Linked DNA regions of Mus musculus: all the other regions are linked to region 3. A link is a contact called in public promoter capture Hi-C data. All regions are on one chromosome and are shown on one strand. The core of a region is the stretch at or near the end of the contact, and the rest is flanking DNA. Distances in the headings are between cores, read along the strand shown.

Region 1 (4,035 bases), core at 835-3,334, 2.9 Mb after region 3:
CTCATGGAGGCATTTCCTCAACTGAAGTTCCTTTCTCTGTGATAACTCCAGCTGTGTCAAGTTGACACAAAACCAGCCAGTACAAGGGCCATAGTAACCAAAGCTATAGGAGAAGCAGGGTCTCATGTAATCCAGGTTTGCTTTTAAACTCCCTTAAGTTCCTGATCCCCCTGCCTCTGCCTCCAAAGTCCTAGGATTTTAGTTACACACCGTCACACCCAGGCCAATCAGGTTCTGACATGGATACACAAATAATACCCTAAATCAACCCCCTAACTTTCCTTGGTTTAAATCACTAATTTTGGAAGTCATATAGCTAGACAATACACTGTTGCCCACTTTTTCTCTACAGAGCATGCATAAGATGTGTGAATTAGTTGTCTTACTTACTTACCTTACTCTGCCAGAACATGAAGGTCATTTCTGTTAATTACCTTTATAATCCGTGGGATAAAGTCTTTGACAGATGCAGCTTAGATTTGTTTTAGCTTCTCCTATCAGTTGTTGCCACACACTATCTCCATTATTAAGTGGAATAGTACAGTGAGTACCCTTGAGTCTCAACTTCCTTATCTGCAAATTGGAGTGGTTTATACCACATAGGACTAATTGGGATAATCTATTCTTTTTATTTAAAATTTAATTTTATGTATTAATGTGTATCTGTGTTCAGGTGTATATATATGTACATGAGGATAGGTGCCTTTGGAGGCCAGAAAATAGTGGAACCCCTGGAGGTATGAGGTTGGGAGGCACTTGTGGGAAGGTTGCAAGCTGCCTAACTGCTAAGCAATCTCTCCAAACCCCAGTAATCCATCCTTTTATTTCATCCACAAAACCACCCGCATGAGAAGCAAGGTAGCATGTAAGAATGTCCATGAAAAAGCTCTTTAACAGGGAATAAAGTGTTTCTTCCAAGCCCCATACATTAAATATTATTTGTATTTTATATATCAACAAAACAAGTTTTGCTGTGTAGCCCTGGCTATGTAGAGCTATTTAGAGCAGGCTGTTCTCGGACTCACAGAGATCCACTTGCCTCTGCTTCCTCATGTGTACCAACCACCACACTTAGCTCACGTTATACACTTCTACAGCTCTCCTTTAAGGAAATGTATCCCTAACATATATCCATACACACTGCCATTGACTGAATTCAGGATTTTTCATGTATTATGGAAGCACTGAGCTATAACCCCAACTCTCCTTTATTACAAAAACAAAAACTTTTTGAGAGTCTCAAAAAGTCCTTGGCTTGCTTAGTACCTCTCTGTTGGTCAGGCTGGCCTCAAACTCAGTAATTCTACCTCAGCTTCAGAAGTGCTAGGATTACGGGTGTGTGCCACCATGCCTGGCTGCCAGCCCTCTCAAGTGAGACAATGTCTCCCTAAGTTGCTCAGGATGACCATTAACTGCCTCAGCATCCTAAGCATCTGGAATTACCGACAGTAGATGACATTTTACGGTTTGTTTGGGTTTTTTTTTTTTTTGGTTGTTTTTTCAATTTTTTTGTCGTTCTCAATTACTTTACACGAACTTAGAAGTGACTGTGCTTCTGATGGTCCAGGCAGAACAAACGTTTTCCCAAACAACGTTCTGTCTCAAGCGGCCGGTCTCCAGATCCATCATCTCCTGCGTCCACGAGGGAGCAGAGGTGCTTTGAAGGTGCAGCTTGGCTTCAGGATTAGCATGTTAGGTGCGCATCCATGTAAAGTGGCAGACCTCCCCGTCTTCTCAGAAGCAGGTTCCCCTTGACTGCAGGGCTCTTTCAGAAACAAGGTTACTTCCGCCGCAGGTTCTCCTCGGAGATAAACTCCCCTCCTCCCCAAGTTCACGTCAGCAGATTCCTCTCTCACAGTAGGTACCTCTCGGTAGCACGCTTCCTTCAGTGGCGCACGGTCCTCGCTACCGGATTCCCATCCCCCAGGTTCGCCGGAGCCGCAGGCTCTCCTTAGTCGCGGGTTTGCACACGCTGCAGGGTATGGGCTCCAGATTCCTTTCATTTGTAGGCTCGGCTCGGCTCGGCTCCGGACTCCACTGCAGCAGATTCGCCTCACTCGCCTGGCTCCGCCCTAGCCGGGCTCACGGCGGGTGGCGGCGTGCGTGGCAGTCGGCCGTGGCGGGCGCAGCGGGCCTCATGGCGGCCGGTCCGCAGTCCTCGGGTGCCGCCGTGTCTGCGGCCGCTTACCCTGACTCACCCGTGGAGTTACCCGCTCGCCTACAGAAAGGCGCGATGCGGCGCCGCTTCTGGGGCGTGTTCAACTGTCTGTGCGCCGGGGCGTTCGGGGCTCTGGCCGCCGCCGCCGCCAAGCTGGCCTTCGGGAGCCAGGTGCAGCCCGGGGCGCCACGCGGGGGCGGGGCGGGGGGAGGGCGGGGCGGGGGGAGGGCGGGGCGGGGGGAGGGCGGGGCGGGGGAGGGCGGGGCGGGGCGGGGAGGAGGGCGGCTTAACCTGGGTTCCCGCCTGCGCCCATGTTGGACCACCTGGTTTTAGGCACTGCCTCCTGGGGGAGGACCTCGAAGCCCACCTCTCAGTTTAAGTCCCCTTGCCATAGCTTTTTTAGCACGTGACACCTAAGGTGAGATAACCGGTTGCCCATCTCTTCCTGTCCTTGGCAAGAGTTCGGACTGAGCGCCTGCGGAGCTTCTGCATCAGAGAATTCGATCCTGACCTGAACAGGGGACTGCTTGATATAGATTTCTGGCGACTTACAGTCCTTTTGTAAAGTCATATCTTTCCAGAAGGCTACTCAGCTACAAGAAATTTGAGGTCTTCGTGGAAGATAACCCTGCCCCCTGTCTGCAGGCAAATTCCTCTGCCTATCAGTCAGGGTCCGCATATGCTTTGTATGAGACGTGTAAACATCTCCCAGTCTTTCAAGGTTATGCCCATGGTGGTTGTAGCTCAGTGACACTTTCTCCTGCAGGTCAATATTGGCTTATGTGTCTTAGGCATCGTTGCCATGGCAAGCGCCAATTCTCTGATGTGGACCTTCTTTAGCCGGGGCCTCAGTTTCTCTATGTCTTCAGCCATTGCATCTGTCACAGTGACTTTCTCGAACATACTTTGCTCGGTGAGTAGCCTGGTGACCTTGTTCTTAGGGTTCTTGGTGAGTTAGTTGTCCTTGGGAAACCCCTGATTTTCCAGGCTCTAGAAAGGACAGGGAGTAAAACAAAAGTTGGGCTGTCTCCAGGCAAGGAACAGTTAAACATGGAAAACTTAGGAGTGAAACCTATGTCACTCTGGGATAACACCAGCTATCTCAATCAAGAACTCTAACATTAGCTATGGGGTCTAGGGGGTCTGGTCAAGGGAACCCAGTCTTGAATTGGAAGACAGCTTAACTTGGGTTTATGATTACTGGGTACTAGCTATGTCCGTACTGGCCCTACCTGCTAGCCTGCTGAGCCTCAGTGCTCAGCTGGGGTGGTAACCTCTTACGTCCACAGAGGAGACAGAAATACGTGGATTGATCATGAAGGTGGTTGCTGGATGCAAAGCACCAGACTTTGGCCTCTAGCCCCTCAGGAAGAAATCAGCCAAGGAATGGTGGAGCCTACCAGGGTAGGCCAGGTCCCTTACAGCTGTCTCTTCCACAGGCCATCTTAGGCTACCTGCTGTATGGAGAGTGCCAGGAGATCTTATGGTGGGGAGGGGTGTTCCTCATCCTCTGTGGGCTCACCCTGATCCACAGGAAGTTTCCACCCACCTGGAAGGAGAGCAAGGAGCAGTGAGGCCAGTCGGTGGATAGACCAGACCCACTGTAAAGAGAACCATGATACCCAGCCAAGGGTTGACAAGTTGGGCTGCTTCCAGGGCGGCCTGGGAGTGCAGCCCTTAAGTGTCAGCCACATGGAGATGGTGGACCAGCCACTGGCCTCTGACCTCCTCACAGCCTGGAAAGTTAAAGCATTAGCTCCTGTAAGGGGAAGCTAACCACCACAGTATGAGGCCCAAGTCCTTCAGTGTTGGTATAGTGCCTTGATTCTTGTGCACCAGGGAATATTGGAAGACTCTGTGATCATGGGTTACACAGC
Region 2 (4,160 bases), core at 167-2,666, 2.0 Mb after region 3:
ATGTGGTGTCAGACAAAGAGACAGAGCTTTCTCTTCTACAGGTTGACTTCTACATGGATGTTGAACATACACACACACACACACACACACACACACACACACATGTAAAAAAATAAGAAAGAGAGACATGAAGAAAGAAAAAGAAAACATTTCCACGTCAAATGACACTGTCCTTTCATGATCCTAAGTCAGGTGGGGCCTGCGTGAGCAGAGGCCAATGCTGGGGTTTTCCTATGTGCACTTTGCCACCCAGGGCTAAAGCATTAGGATAATTGAAGGTCTAAGCACACATTTCAGCAGAAGATCGAGACCACCTTCCCAGTCATTCTGCTTCCCAGCCATCTTCAGGCATGCGAAGTGGATGTTGTAGTATAAATAAATAAATAAATAAATAAACAAATAAATAAATGAAGGGAGGAAGGAAGAAGACTTGCCATTTTCTGACCAACAGAGATGGCAAAAGCCATTTAGATTTTTTTGTCCAGTCAGTTGAGTCAGGCTTGGACATGTAAGAAGCTCATTCTGCTTGTGTGTGTGTGTTTTTTCTTCTTCTGTGGATGCAGGAACACAGAAGGAAAAGTAGGGGAGAGAAACCTGGCACCTGGCTTCTTTTCAGGAGCCCCAGAGGACTAGTCTCCATGGCTCATTATCCTTCCAGGAGATAGAGCTGGGAGTTCCCTCCCTCTTGTCCTGCCACCACTAACATCCCTTTCTGAGTCATCTTGGAACAGAACCATGAACAGCCAAGTTAGTGCCTGCTGTGTACTTCTCCACGTTGTTTCTCAGAGGCTGCCTGGCCTGGCCAGTGACTTTTGACTCTAGAGGCAAGCCTGCATTCAGGTGTTGGGCTTTGCTTCTTTCTGCTTTAGTGGTAACAAAAGCAACAGAATTCTTCAAATGTATTCCCAGAGAGAAGAAAAAGTAAAGAAATGTGTATGTATATATATATATATGTGCATATGTGTATGCATGCTTGTGTATATATGATACACACACACACACACACACACACACACACACATATATATATATATATATATATATATATATATATATGCACGTGCATATGTATATTAATTTTGTTGTCTCTCATTGCTTCAAGCTAGATGGGAGATAGGGTGAACATTGATGGATAAAGCGCATGTGCTCCTTGCCCTCAGCCCCAAGATCTCTTCCAATATCCCCTGAAAGCTATAGCTCTAGCTGCTATGCCTGCTGCCGCTGTCCATCGTCCTGGCGCTTCCTTCTGCATAATCTCTATTCTTTCCAGAGTAGGATGTGCTCAGGCCAGGGCCAGGACGCCCTCCAGTAGACCCTGAGCTGGCCTGCAGGTGCGCCGGGTTAACCCCGCCCCGCCCGACCCAAGGCCCCGCCCTCACACAAGACCCCACCCCATCGCTTTCGTCACGATGACGCAAGGCCCGCGCCTGCGCAGCGCGGCCGCACCCCCGGCCGCCCGCTCGGTATTATGATTAGCCCTGGGTGCGGGGTTCCGGCGGCCGGGAGGGAGTTGTCGACGCCGCGGCCGCTGCGGACGGATGCCCGCCTGCCGGCTGAGGTAGGGCGAGCGCGGCGCGGGAGCGTGGGCCGGGTCTGCGCTTCTCCTCAGCGGCCGCCTTAGCGGGGCTGGGCTGGCGCCGCCGCAGGCGGAAAGTAAGTTGCGCGCTCGGCCCGGGGTGCCCTGCGCAGAGGACGCGGCCCGCGGCACCACCCCGGCCCCGAGCTCGCCCGGCCTGCGGGCTTCGCGCAGCCCGGCCCGGCCCTGCCCTTGCGGCCGCCGCGGGATTGCGGCAGCGCGGGAGTCGACGCGGCCCCGCGCCGCGCCCGCAGCGGGCCCCGGGCGACGCGAGATCCACGGGCCTCAGTTTCCCCGTGGGCCGCGAGTCCCGCTGCAGAGCCGGGCGGCCGCCGCCTCACGATAGCTCGGGGACGCGGTTGTCTACGGAGAAGGGCGCTCGGCTGCGGAAGGGGCAGCGGTGCGGCTCCCCGGGGACTGCTCGGATTTTTTCGCGTTAGGAGACGCTGTTCTTTTCCGTAGACATCGCCTGTTGATTTCTTTCCGAACCATTTGCAATAAAAACAAACACCTTGTTGCCTTTTGCTTGGACTCGGGAGCCAGGAGAGTGGCAGCCCTTTAAGCTTAGGCTTCCTCCAGCTGTGATGTTCTTAAACAGTGGGGTCAGCTACAACCTAGGAGCTTCGCTGTGAGTTCGGGTCGTGTATGCATTGGGGAATTTCTCTCCGGGGTTCCTAAGACTGTAGAAGTCAGAGGCTGTAGGGCCTCTGGGCTGTCAGGTTTCTTACTTTCCCTTCCGTTTAAATGAGCGTATTCTCCAAGTCTTAGGAGCCTTGGTGAAACCACCTGGATGCTTGAAGTGTTTTGTCAGGTTTAAGGTGAAGTAAGCGATGGACCTACAGGTGTACAGCTCTTTCTGCTGAGTTTCCAACAGATTCCTGTCCAGGGTCAAAAGGCTCAGTTTGGATTCTTTGTAGGGATTGGGACACTGTCCCAAATTGATCCCTAACTTATCACAGTTCGTATCGGTGCAGTCTGAAGCCCAGGTTGTCAAGGATTATGTAATCAACTTGTTAATTTCTAATCTTGTTACAGTGTTTTCCAGATTTATAAAACCATTCCCTTCAGAGAAATCTGTCTTCAGCGTCTGGTTAAATATTTCTCTTGGAATTGGGTTCTTGAAGACAATTCTGTATGTGTGTTAATTAAACATACTAATTAGACAAGTTTCTTTCAGAGAACATCAAATACATAGCAATTTTTCTGGCTGTCAGTGTAAAATTGACCCATTTTACAGACCTAGGGATGAAAGAAATTATATGACATTCCCAAGGTCACATAATGAAGCTGGGTTAAAAAAAAATCGAGGGCATAGCACTGACTTAATATTCCTGTCCTCAAAGCTTTCTGATCAGAAACTCTTAAGTGCCACTTTTTGACTTTTAAATTTTTGCACAGCTAGTTATTTTACTTTATGCAGAAATTTTCTTTTATCCTTTTATGCTCTTCTGAGTAAATTTTATAGTATTCTGAGTAAATTTTAATGAATAATTGCAGTATGACACATTTGATTAAACAATGATTCTCAACCTTCCTAGTGCTTGGACCAGTACATTTCCTCATGTTGTGGTGACTCCTAACCATAAAATTATTTTCATTGCTACTTCATAACTATAATTTTGGTGCTGTTATGAATCACAATGTAAATATCTGTGTTTTCTGATGGTCTAAGGTGACCCCCACGAAAGGGTCGTTTGAAAGCAAAGAGGTCGCAGCTCACAGTTGAGAGCTACTGGTTTAAAACATCCAAGAACTGGGAAGTTACACTGATTTTTATTTTTACTTCTATAGAGCAGACAGACATACAGATTAGGTCTTTATGTAGTGATCTTGTAACTTAATCACATAATCCTAAAAGGAAGCCTTTTAACTGTCCTTTAATTAAAATTGAAGGACATTTGTGTTGTTTTTACTGGGCATGTCTACACTAAAGTGAGGTTGCTTATCTCCTGTTGAAAGTGAAACTAACTAGAAAAGGCTATTTGGGGGATATAAGTGAGTGGCTATGATTCTAAGCACTGGTATTAAATAAAACATAATTTATTTCCTATTGCACCTTTCTGAGCATCAGTTCATTATACTGCCTAGGATGAAAAAAGGTATGTGAATTTTCTACACAGCCCGGATTTTCTGACTTAAACACATAGGTGAGAAATACTGAAGGCTTACTTTAACAGCATCCCAGCCACAAGATAGAATGTTTAGCTAAAACACATTTTTGTAGGAAAACTAACTCAGCACCAAGTAATATCAGTACTTGAGCATCAGAGATAGGAAGGATCAAAATTCAAGTCCAGCTTGGGCTACATAGTATGTGTGGCATCTCAGGAATAAAAGCACACACACAAACACACTCTCCTGAAACATGTGATCTCTCTCTCACAGACACACACACACTCACACTCCCAGCCCTGGGGAGGCTGAGATAAGGAGAATCATGAGTTCGAAACTGGCCTGGGTTTCGTAGCAAGTGCAAACATAGTAAGACCTTTCCTCAAAATACAACAAAGTCCTGCTGTTCAGGATGCAGGTACTCCCCATTATGTGCAGACAAAAGTCTTAGGTCTACTAGGGTAGAAAGGCT
Region 3 (3,737 bases), core at 1,140-3,639:
AAGGTTGCAGACGAAGCTGCAGATACAGATCCTGAACCTTAATGGAACCAGAGTGGAACCAGTGACTCTTGGAGACTTTACCTCTTGGTTTACCTCTGCATTTTCGTACTTTAAAGAATGGGTGGGAGGGATTTTGTTTGGTGCTGCCATGTTGGGAGCCATTAAGGCAACGCTATTGTCCTGATCTCTGAATTGGGCCTCTCCCCCCGAGAAGAAAAGAGGGTCAAAAGCGGGCCACCGGACGCACCGCTCCAAGAAAGTCAGCGCTGGATGTCCTGACCTCAAGATGTACCCTGATACCACCAAGTTCCTGCTTCCCCTTGTAGTCGCCAAAAGAAAAATTTCCCCTGCCCCATCCCTCCTGTTGAGAAGTACTTCCTCTCTTTCTGCTGCCCCATCCCTCCTGCTGAGGTGCATTTCCTCTGCCCCATTCCTCCTGCTGAAAGGCACTTCCCCTTTTGCTTGTGTATTTAAACCTTGGGCCTGGCTAATACATTTTGGGGTCTTGATACAACTTCAGAACAGTTTCCGTGTCGTTACTCGTACAAGACCCTCGTCTCTCTCTACCCCCCATTTGGTTCTTAGGAGGAGGTCCCCTCGAGACCCTCGAATAACTGGACCTGCTGGACGGGTCACTGCCATATGCTGTGGACTGGTATTCATGCTTTGGTTGGCTTGCAAATTCAGAACCCAACAAAAATGTGACAAGGTGATTGATTATAACTCAAGCACTTTTAGCCATTGAAAATGGCACCTCCCCTGAAGTTTGGTTATCTATGCTCAAGAATTAGTCGGCTTCTGAGTCCTCTGCTCTTGCACCCCACGGATTTATGGATCCATTGCACTGGGATGAGAGAGACTCAACGATCATTGATCAGCCCTTGCACACTGCTGAGGTTTCCTCATTGCACGAGGTAGGGTGATCATGATTTGCCCTTCTAAATCCTTCTTGATCGTTTTGTGCTGAGGAAGTGCAAGACTAGATCATCGGATTAGGCCTTTTTCTATTAAATAAAAAAGGGGGAGATGTGGGAAGCCAATAAACACCATTACAAGATGGCGCTGGTTTCAATAAGCTGACGCCCATGAATATGGGTAAACAACCAATGTGTGCATGTTCAGTAGAGTTTTTTTGCTGAGTCACGACCTGGCCCCGAGGCATGTAAATGAGGTACTGAAAGCATAACCAATTGGGTGTAGACATGCCTGTCCTAGGCCTATATAAGCAGCACTGGTTTTTTGGGCTCGGGGTCTTTCGCTTTTGCTTTCACTATCAAGCTCTCCCAATAAACGTGTGCAGAAGAATCCTGTTGTGGCGTCCTTCTTGCTGTCGAGTCGGGCGTCTACAAACACCTTTAATCCTAGCATTTGGGAGGCAGAGGTAGGTGGATTTCTGAGTTCAAGGCCAGCCTGGTCTACAGAGTGAGTTCCAGGACAGCCAGGGCTATATAAAGAAACCCTGTCTCAAGAAAAAAGAAAAACCTTGTCTTGAAAAACTAAACAACAGAACAAAATAAACATATAAAAAGCATAAAGACAAGGCTTGAGAGCCTGGGTTAGAGCACTTGTAGAGGACCTGAGGTTGGTTTCCAGCACCCAGACAGGGCAGCTCAGGACTGCCTGTGAGCTTCTGGCCTCTGCAAGAAGCTACATTCACACGTACATACCCACACATACAACTAAAAATAAGTCAGGCATGGTATACACGCCTTTAATCCCAGCACTTGGGATTAAAGAGGCAGGTGGAGCTCTACGAGTTCAAGGTCAGCCTGGTCTCCACACAGAGAGACACAGGGGTAGCTAGTGAGTTCCAGGTAGCCAGGGCTATACAGAGAAACCCTGTCTTGAAAAAATAAAAATAAAGAAAACAAAAAAGAAGAAATGTGAATTGTATTTTTAAAAATTTGTGTCTAAAGAGAAGGCATTCATCCTGCTTCAGTTCTTTTTCTTTTCTTTTCTTTCCTTTCCTTTTTCTTTTTCTTTTTGAGACAGGGTTTCTTTGTATAGCCCTGGCTGTCGTGGAACTCTGTAGACCAGGCTGGCCTTGAACTCAGAAATCTGCCCGCCTCTGCCTCCCAAGTGCTGGGATTAAAGGCGTGTGCCTCTACTGCCCGGCGGTCCTTCAGCTCTTAAATAAATTAAATACAATTAAAACTCAGCCAGTCACCCATTTCAAAAAGCGCTTTAAGAATAAATAAATAAATAAATATATTTAATAAGAAAAATATTTAAAAAAAAAAAAGCGCCGAGCAGAAGGCTCTGCAACTGAGAATCACGGACCCTGCAGTTTTAAGTGCAGCCACCAGGTGGCGATGAGATCTCGTCGCCGGATACGCTATGTCACCGGAAGCGGGATCTCACCTTTTTCCTTCTGCTTTCCCCTCCCCCGGAAACATCGAGCCGCTTGTCTCGGGTAATGAGACCTGAGGCCGGGCGGGCAGGCGGGGAGGGATGGGCGTGAGCGCGGAGCCCCGGAGCCTCTCAGTCGCCGGGGCCGGGCTCGCGTCCCCAGTGATCGAGAAGGCACGCTCGGCGCTGCTGCAGTCGCAGGATGTAGAGGACACGGTGGAGACGCTCATGGTGAGTTCGTGGGAGCAGGGGGACCGGGACGGGAGCGGCATTGTGGGGCAGGGGACAGTGCTTCGAGAACATTCTAGTTCTAGAATATTCTAACGGCAACTGATGAGAGCGCCTCGGGGCACCTCGAGCCGCCCGCCGCAGGACACCTTCCCTGACCGGCTTCCCTGCAGGCTTCTGCCTTAGCTTTCGGGGTTCACCAAGGCCACGCCCTTCCGTCGGGTTGGCTGCGCTGCCGGGCTGCCATTGGTGGAGACGGGGGCGGGGCGGGGCGGAGTCTCTTGCTGCCAACCATAAACGGAGGTGGGGCTGTGCAGGGCGGGCCCGGGCTGGGATGTGCCTCAGTGGGGCGAGGATGCATGGCTTTGGGGGATGAATATCTTTTAAAAATTCTTGTTTTTTTGAGTCGGGGCCTCACTGTGTTTCAGATAGGGCTGAAACTCGCTATTTAAACCAGGCTGGCTCCGAAGTGCTAAAGGAGTGTGCTCCCCTATGTCTGGAGCTTTTTGGAAGTCTTTAAAAGATAACCGCTGTGGCTCCCAGGACCATGTCTTTCAAAACTGCATACTTTTTTTCTCTCTGGCCCGCCATCTTTCCCTTTTTGATGTGTGTTGGACGTAGACATTTTGTTGTTTTTCTTTTTGCTGTGGGGTGGTAGAAATTGTGGTACTATTTGGCTGTTGAAATGCTGCTTACTCCCATCGTGTTTTGCGTAGTACGATTTGCTCATTGTGCTTTTAGTGTTTATTTTTATCTATGTGTGTTGGGGGTAGGTGCACAAGAGTGCAGATGCCGAAGAAGGCCAAAAGAGAACGTTGGTATCTCCTGGAGCTGGAGCTGTGAGCACCCCTTTCTGTATGGGTGCTGGGAACCTTATGGTCCCTCTGGAAGAATACACTTTGGACTAGTCTCTAGCCCTTACTGGTTGTTTTGATCTATTCTCACACTTAAAAAATTGGAATATTCAGCTTTCTTTAAGTCGTGTATAATAAGGTATGCTACTAAAATAAATCGAAACTTGAAGTTGGAGGTGTGGCCTTTCAGGAAAGCACCTTCGTCTCCATCACTATAAGAAAACTAAGCTCGCTGGGTGGTGGTGGCACACATCTTTAATCCCAGCACTTGGGAGGCAGAGGGAGGTGGCCAGCCTGTTCTACAAA

The links. Promoter capture Hi-C pulls out the DNA fragments that hold promoters and counts their contacts.
Region 1: a promoter capture Hi-C map of liver shows a contact between it and region 3, with 2.6 times the contacts expected there. The contact joins the promoter of Tmem42 here to the promoter of Slc25a38 in region 3. A contact is called at or near these places in 3 of 39 promoter capture datasets (liver and pre-B cells) and 1 of 115 datasets of contacts at active chromatin or transcription factors (the NIH/3T3 cell line).
Region 2: a promoter capture Hi-C map of pre-B cells shows a contact between it and region 3, with 6 times the contacts expected there. The contact joins the promoter of Snrk here to the promoter of Slc25a38 in region 3. A contact is called at or near these places in 2 of 39 promoter capture datasets (erythroid cells and pre-B cells) and 1 of 9 other capture datasets (liver).

Annotation. Positions count from the first base shown.
Region 1 is chr9:123,019,242-123,023,276 of GRCm38.p6, forward strand. Tmem42 (transmembrane protein 42) reads left to right here and starts at 2,085. Exons shown (of 3, transcript NM_025339.4): 1 at 2,085-2,329; 2 at 2,925-3,071; 3 at 3,598-4,035. The coding sequence starts at 2,138. The coding sequence ends at 3,732.
Region 2 is chr9:122,115,850-122,120,009 of GRCm38.p6, forward strand. It overlaps Snrk (SNF related kinase), which reads left to right and starts at 1,417. Exons shown (of 8, transcript NM_001357775.1): 1 at 1,417-1,558.
Region 3 is chr9:120,107,993-120,111,729 of GRCm38.p6, forward strand. Slc25a38 (solute carrier family 25, member 38) reads left to right here and starts at 2,390. Exons shown (of 7, transcript NM_144793.2): 1 at 2,390-2,580. The coding sequence starts at 2,452.